Linked DNA regions of Sus scrofa: region 2 is linked to region 1. Evidence: chromatin contacts called from public HiChIP or PLAC-seq data. All regions are on one chromosome and are shown on one strand. The core of a region is the stretch at or near the end of the contact, and the rest is flanking DNA. Distances in the headings are between cores, read along the strand shown. Region 1 has its middle 21 kb from the start of ZNF395. Region 2 overlaps EXTL3 (exostosin-like 3).

Region 1 (2,977 bases), core at 345-2,844:
GTGCTATCATACAGTATTTGTCTTTCTCTGGCTGATTATCCCACCTCACATAATGCCCTCAAGGTTAATATAACATAGATATTTATCTATCTATCTCTCATACATCTTTGTTCGTCTCTCTACTGGTACTTAGGTGCTTTCCCCAGGGAAACAAGGAATTCTTAATAGTAATAATTATTTAACACCTGAGCTTTGGCTTCTTATTGGCCTGATCCCATGGGATCCACTGCATCTATTAGCAGGTGGAGACCCAGAGCAAACTCACTGAAGGAACCTCACCTGGAGGCAGGAGGGCAGGGTTCTGGAAGAGATATTTCTGGTTGATTCCTCTTCTATGTTTAAGATACACTTTAGTGGAATAGAAAATAATGGGGAGGAAGTCCCCTTAGTGGTGCAGTGTGTTAAGGATCCCACGACTTCACTGCTGTGACCTGAGTCACTGATATGGCTTGAGTTCAGTCCTTGACCCCAGAATTTCTGAATGTCGGGTACAGCTCCCCCAATAAAAAAGAAAGGAAAAAAAAAAGAAAGAAAGAAACTGAAAAACAAGATCTGGCTAAGGTCCCCAATTGTCTGAATGTCTGAGTCCAGAAGGCTCTGAATTTTTTTTTTACATGCTTAATGAAAGGAGGCAGGTAGAGTAGAGGTTCGGTGCCTGGAAGGAAGAATGGGTTACCTATCTAAGACCCGGGGTGGTCCTTCTCTGATCAATATTCACAGGTGTAGTAAGACTGGCCATTCAATGTATCTGGAAATAGAAATTTAGTATCATCCTTGTGGGGAACAATTTAATATTCAGAATCAAGAACTTTTAAAATATTTTTATCCTTTGGATCTTTAAACAATCAAAATGGTTACATTTTGCTCCAGCTATACAATGTTAGAACCATAAAAAAATGATGTGTTCAAAGAAATGAGGGACCTGTGTGTTAAGCTACTAAGCACAAAAAACCAGATGCTAAGTAACTTGCACTGAATTATCAATTATGTAAAGAAAAATATACATGGCCACAGGTGAGGAAACATCACAGTAAGTCACATGTTTGCTTGTGACTAGTGGTTATGGTGTGTCTGGGGTTTTCTTTCTCGCTCTTTTTTTTTTTTTTTTTTTTTGTCTAATCAGTTACACTTTGCTATACTTGCCACAGTTTATACAGTAAACACATATTACTCTGATTATATGGTGGCAGGCGGAGGTTGAAACTGACCTCAAATCTCCTCAGTTTCCTTCCCAACTCTTTGAATCTGGTTAATTTCCCCTTCTTAAAAGTGTTGAAGCCTCCGCAAGGCTTTTCAAGCCCCTAGACCAGCTGGGGAGGCTGGAAGGAAGATTCGAGAAAGGCCAAGGCGAAGCTGGCAGGGCGGTGTCAGGGAGGGCGGGCTTCCGCGCGTTCTTTCCCCACCGCGGGCGCCGCCGGGGCCGTCCTGCCTCGTGCGTCCCCACTCGTACGCGCTCGGAGGTGCTGCGCCCGGGACGCGCCGTGGACGCGCGTTGGGACGGCTGCCAAGGCCCTGGGCCTCCTGCCCGCCTGCGGGCGTCTCCGCTCCGCCTCTCCGCGGGCTCAGCGCCCAAGAGCCGGCTACGGCCGGCGGAAGCGCCCGGGGCCCGGAGGCAGCACAAGGCCCCTCCCCGCCAGCTCAGCCTCCGGGAGCGCGGGCCGGGAGGGCGGTGGCGCGGACGTGCCCGGGCCCACGGAGGCCTCGGTGCACCACCCCAGGAGCGCCGCCGGCGGGTGGGGAGAGCGGAGGGAACGCCAGTAGGGACTGGGAGGCCGGGCGGCCCCGCAGCCCCGACGCTCGGCCTTCCCCGCGGCCCGCGCCGCCCCTTTGTCCCCGAGTTGTGCTCGGCGCGCGGTGGGGAATCGCATCTCCGAGCTGTGTGCGCCCTTCTGCGCCGGGTGGACGGCCTCTCCCCGTGTGCGCCCGAGAGTCTGGTCCTGCGGGTTTTCTACCAGCCCGATCGTTAAGGCCCGCTCAGTCCTAGGCACCAGATAAGGTTTTAAGTCCGCATTTAGTGTGTCCTCAACCTGTTCCCAAACCTCCTTGGCCTCGGCGTCTGTCTTTCTACCTCGACTTTCCTACTGTCCGACGGCTTGTTCAAGGCTGTCTGCTGCCCCCAAGGCTTTGAACCTTTCACCTCTTCTGTACAACCACCCTCGTTCTGCAGCTTCGGTAACATCCTCCCAAGGCCCACTACCCTCTGCCAACACACAAGCACAAGGCTAAGGGAAGTTTTCACCTGTGCTTTGCCCCCGGGGACAAGATACTGCTCTTTCACTGTCACTGACAAATATTCCCAAAGAAAAGAATAGTTTACACTTGCTCTGCCACTCCAGCTACATAATTTGTAGGGTCAAGGGCAAAATGAAAAGGCAGGACCTCCTTCTCAGAAGTTAAGCATTTCAAGAGCATTAAATCAAGCCTGTGACTCTTCTACATGCAGGACCCTGTGTGCCTACACAGGTATGCACCCAGGAAGCCGGCCCTGCCAGTACTCTTTGTATCCACAAGCCTAAGCCCTAACCTCCCCATTCTCACCCCCGCCCAGCCGGGCCCATCAATATTTGTAGAATGTCTACAAGAACAAACGGATACTCTCTTCTTTGGCTGGTTATCAGAAGTAGGGAACTTTCCTTGGTCAGCCATCTCTACTTTCTTTGCAGTACTTGACATGGCCGACTCTTTTGCTTATAAAACCCCCTTTTCCTTTGGCTTCTGTAACGCTGTGCCACTGGATTTCCCTTGCCCTCTGATGCATTCCTTTAAAGAACCTGCAAAGCCAGGTCCTTTGCTGGCTTGGTTTCTCCTTCTATTGTGAATCTGTTCATGCATGGTCCAAAGGTTAGGCCCCCAGTCCCTCTTTTTCTTTCTAATTCCTGTGGAGACATTATCATCCCGTTTCAGTCACCTCTTTTGCATGTAACATTCCCAGCCTTTACCTCTGCCCAGATTTTCCTCCCAGGCCCTAGTCTTGCTT
Region 2 (2,977 bases), core at 343-2,842, 340 kb after region 1:
GCATGGGTGTTATGAATGTTATGAGTAAATAATAATTGGGTGCATATTTCATTCTTCTTACATTTTGAAAGTAAGCTCTAGACTGAGTAACCACTAGCTTGTATTAATAATGATAAACTATATCTTAGTGGTAAGCAAGAGTGGTGTCCATGCAACAAAGCCTAACAGAGGAAAACAGAAAAGCTTTGGAGCCTTATGCATTCTTTATTCCCATTCCAACCTTTTCCCAAGTGTGGCTCAGGGTTATAACTTAACTCCTGATTTCCCCATGGTTTCTTTGATTTCTTAGCCTTCTGCTAAAGCCTCACAAAAGAATAATTAGCAAAATAATACACCAAATTGTGTGGGTTTAACTGTGAATGATAATGATATTTTTATATAAAAAAGCATGCTTTCCAGATACAGTGGTAGATCTGATACTAAACAATGAAAAGTACACTTCTTTGGAAACTTTAAGGTAGGGAGGCAAGAGTCTTAGAAATTAATGATGGGTACAATTTTCTATTTTTTATATATCCTTTCTTGTGTAGTCACGGACTGGACTTCAGCCAAGATACATACTTTCTGTTTATACCTCCCTAGTAGATCAGAAGACATTATCCATGAAAACTTAAAGTATCTGAGTAATTAGGTACCTAATAATACCATCAGTCACCTGAAGTACTCACAGACATGATGAATTTTTCATCATCATTGAAGTGTGTTTGTTATTATTAGGCCAGTGTTTCATTAGTTAAATGTCTCTTCAGTGTAGAGAGTAAGATGGAAATAATGTGTACATGGTATATACATCGTACAAATTTCCCAAGTGAAAACTTGAATAAGTATCCTCTGTGAATTTTCTTGATCTTTTGGAAATATAAGGAGAGTTCAAATCAAAATCAGGATGACTTTTTAAAATCAAAAGCTCAATAAATTGAGCCTATTTTCAAATTCTGAGTTAATTCCTTCAAATTGAGTCCATTTGTTTACTTCATATTATAGAACCAGTTTGAACTAATTATTTTCATTAATTTACCTACTTTTAGTATTATCAGATACATACTATTTTATGTAATAAAATAGTAATTATTTTTTGCTTTAAATACTTCAACTTTTCACTGTCCCTTCCCTTGTTATAATTAGGAAGGTATGACTGTTTTATATGATAGCAGTATTTTAATAGTGTTAATATCCTAACAGTATTGACTAAATAAACAACAGGGAGTTAATTTCATATTATTGTTTGAATAATGTACTGTTATCTTCTTGAGGAAGAGAAAAATACAGAATGTAAATAGGTTTCATACAGAATAAAGGATTAAAAAGTTACAAAGAGGAGTTCCCACTGTGGCGCAATGGGATCAGCATCTTGAGAGTGCTGGGTCACAGGTTCGATTCCTGGCCTGGCACAGTGGGTTAAGGCTCCAGCATTGCCACAGCTGCGGCTTAGGTCACAACTGTGGCTTGGCTCTGATCCCTGGCCTGGGAACTCCATATGCTGTGGTCAGCACCCCCCCCCCCGCCCCCGCAAAAGTCACCAAGAAAACATTGAGAAGATAGATAGCTTAGGGCATAAGGAAGCAGAGAGAGGATTCATAAGTAAGTGCCTTAATACTAATGTTGCGTAAGTTCTCAATATCTATTAGGGATTTTCCTTAGCATTACTGAGCATAACCTCTCTTAGTCCAACTGAGTTACCCGGAATGTTCCCATGTGAAATACTCATGATACTGCTTAAGTAAATGTTCACACTTCAGTTTATAGTATAGTTGTTACTTTATTCTTCTTAATTTTTGTATGTTTTATTATGTAAAGTATAAACATATATTTAACTACATACACTGGGGTTTGCAGTCTCAAAGTTTTTTACTGATGAGTTACATAATTAAAAATACTTATTTGGAAACTACTGCTTCAGTGAAAACAACAGTATAAAATAACTTCTTTGTGCCACAGTGGAGTCATTTGCAGGTTAGGGGGTGTTTCCCCCGGAGGTTGAGTGCTGGCATCCGAGATGAGGAAGATTTTTAGGTACAGGGAGAATACTTGATGTAGATGCTGTTTAATTAAATTGTTGACATCCGTCTCCTGCTTCTGTGAAAGCTGTGGGAAGAGTAGTAAGTCACTGGTTGTTGACTGTAAACCAAAAGGGCTCTACAGAGCTGCTGGTGAGCAGGAGGCAAAGAAGGGGACTGGTGGTTCTGTGAGGGTTATGACTTCCTCAGCGTTTTGGCTCTGAGGTGACTGTCCCTGGGAGCCCTGGCCTGTGATTATGATCCTTCCTCAATTTCAGCTCCAGAAATCTGGCTTCTTCTTCTTTTTTTTTTTTTTTTCTTTTCTTTTTTCTTTTTTTGTCTTTTTAGGGCCGCACCCTCGGCAAATGGAGGTTCCCAGTCTAGGGGTCGAATCAGAGCTGTAGCTGCTGGCCTACACCACAGTCATAGCAATGCTACATCTGACTTCTGCCTGCGGCCTGTACCACAGTTCACGGCAATGCTGGATCCTTAACCCACTGAATGAGGCTGGGGATCGAACTCCCATCCTCATGGGTACTAGTTGGATTTGTTTCTGCTGTGCCACGATGGGAACTCCTCCAAAGACTTGACTTTTGATGGCCGATATTGGCTGTATGTGATGATTGCTTTTTAGCCACAGTGAACATGATGGGCCATTCAATTTTTTTTTCTTAATTTATAATAATAAAAATAACTTTAAAATTATTCAGGAAAAGATAGTCATATTCATAAAGAAAAAAGAACAAGTAAATTTGAAAGACCTAAATAGAACAATTGGAAATGAAAATTATAGTTATTAAAATGAAAATCTCTGTGAATGGGATAAAAAGATAAGATATAGCTAAAGAAAAAAATTAATGATCTTGAAGGTAAATCTGAAGAAATTTCTGATGAAGTATTGAGTTATAAGGAGATGGAAAAATAAGAGCAGTTAAGAGACATGGAGGCTATAAGGAGAAAGTCTTAACACAAAATCAAGG

Evidence for each region. HiChIP or PLAC-seq counts read pairs in DNA pulled down with a chosen protein or histone mark.
Region 2: an H3K27ac HiChIP or PLAC-seq map of alveolar macrophages shows a contact between it and region 1. The contact joins two enhancer-like sites. A contact is called at or near these places in 1 of 47 Hi-C or Micro-C datasets (embryonic fibroblasts) and 1 of 2 datasets of contacts at active chromatin or transcription factors (alveolar macrophages).

What each region holds. Positions count from the first base shown.
Region 1 is chr14:12,203,592-12,206,568 of Sscrofa11.1, forward strand. No RefSeq gene overlaps it. Among named protein-coding and RNA genes, the nearest start is that of ZNF395, 21 kb to the left of the region's middle. Within about 2 kb of position 1,595, at least 71 of the 83 cell types and tissues checked have an H3K27ac peak or open chromatin away from gene starts, as enhancers often do. A contact at or near this core is called in alveolar macrophages, where this site is marked.
Region 2 is chr14:12,548,014-12,550,990 of Sscrofa11.1, forward strand. All of the region lies in intron 6 of EXTL3 (exostosin-like 3), which reads left to right. Among named protein-coding and RNA genes, the nearest start is that of EXTL3, 110 kb to the left of the region's middle. Within about 2 kb of position 1,593, at least 1 of the 83 cell types and tissues checked has an H3K27ac peak or open chromatin away from gene starts, as enhancers often do. A contact at or near this core is called in alveolar macrophages, where this site is marked.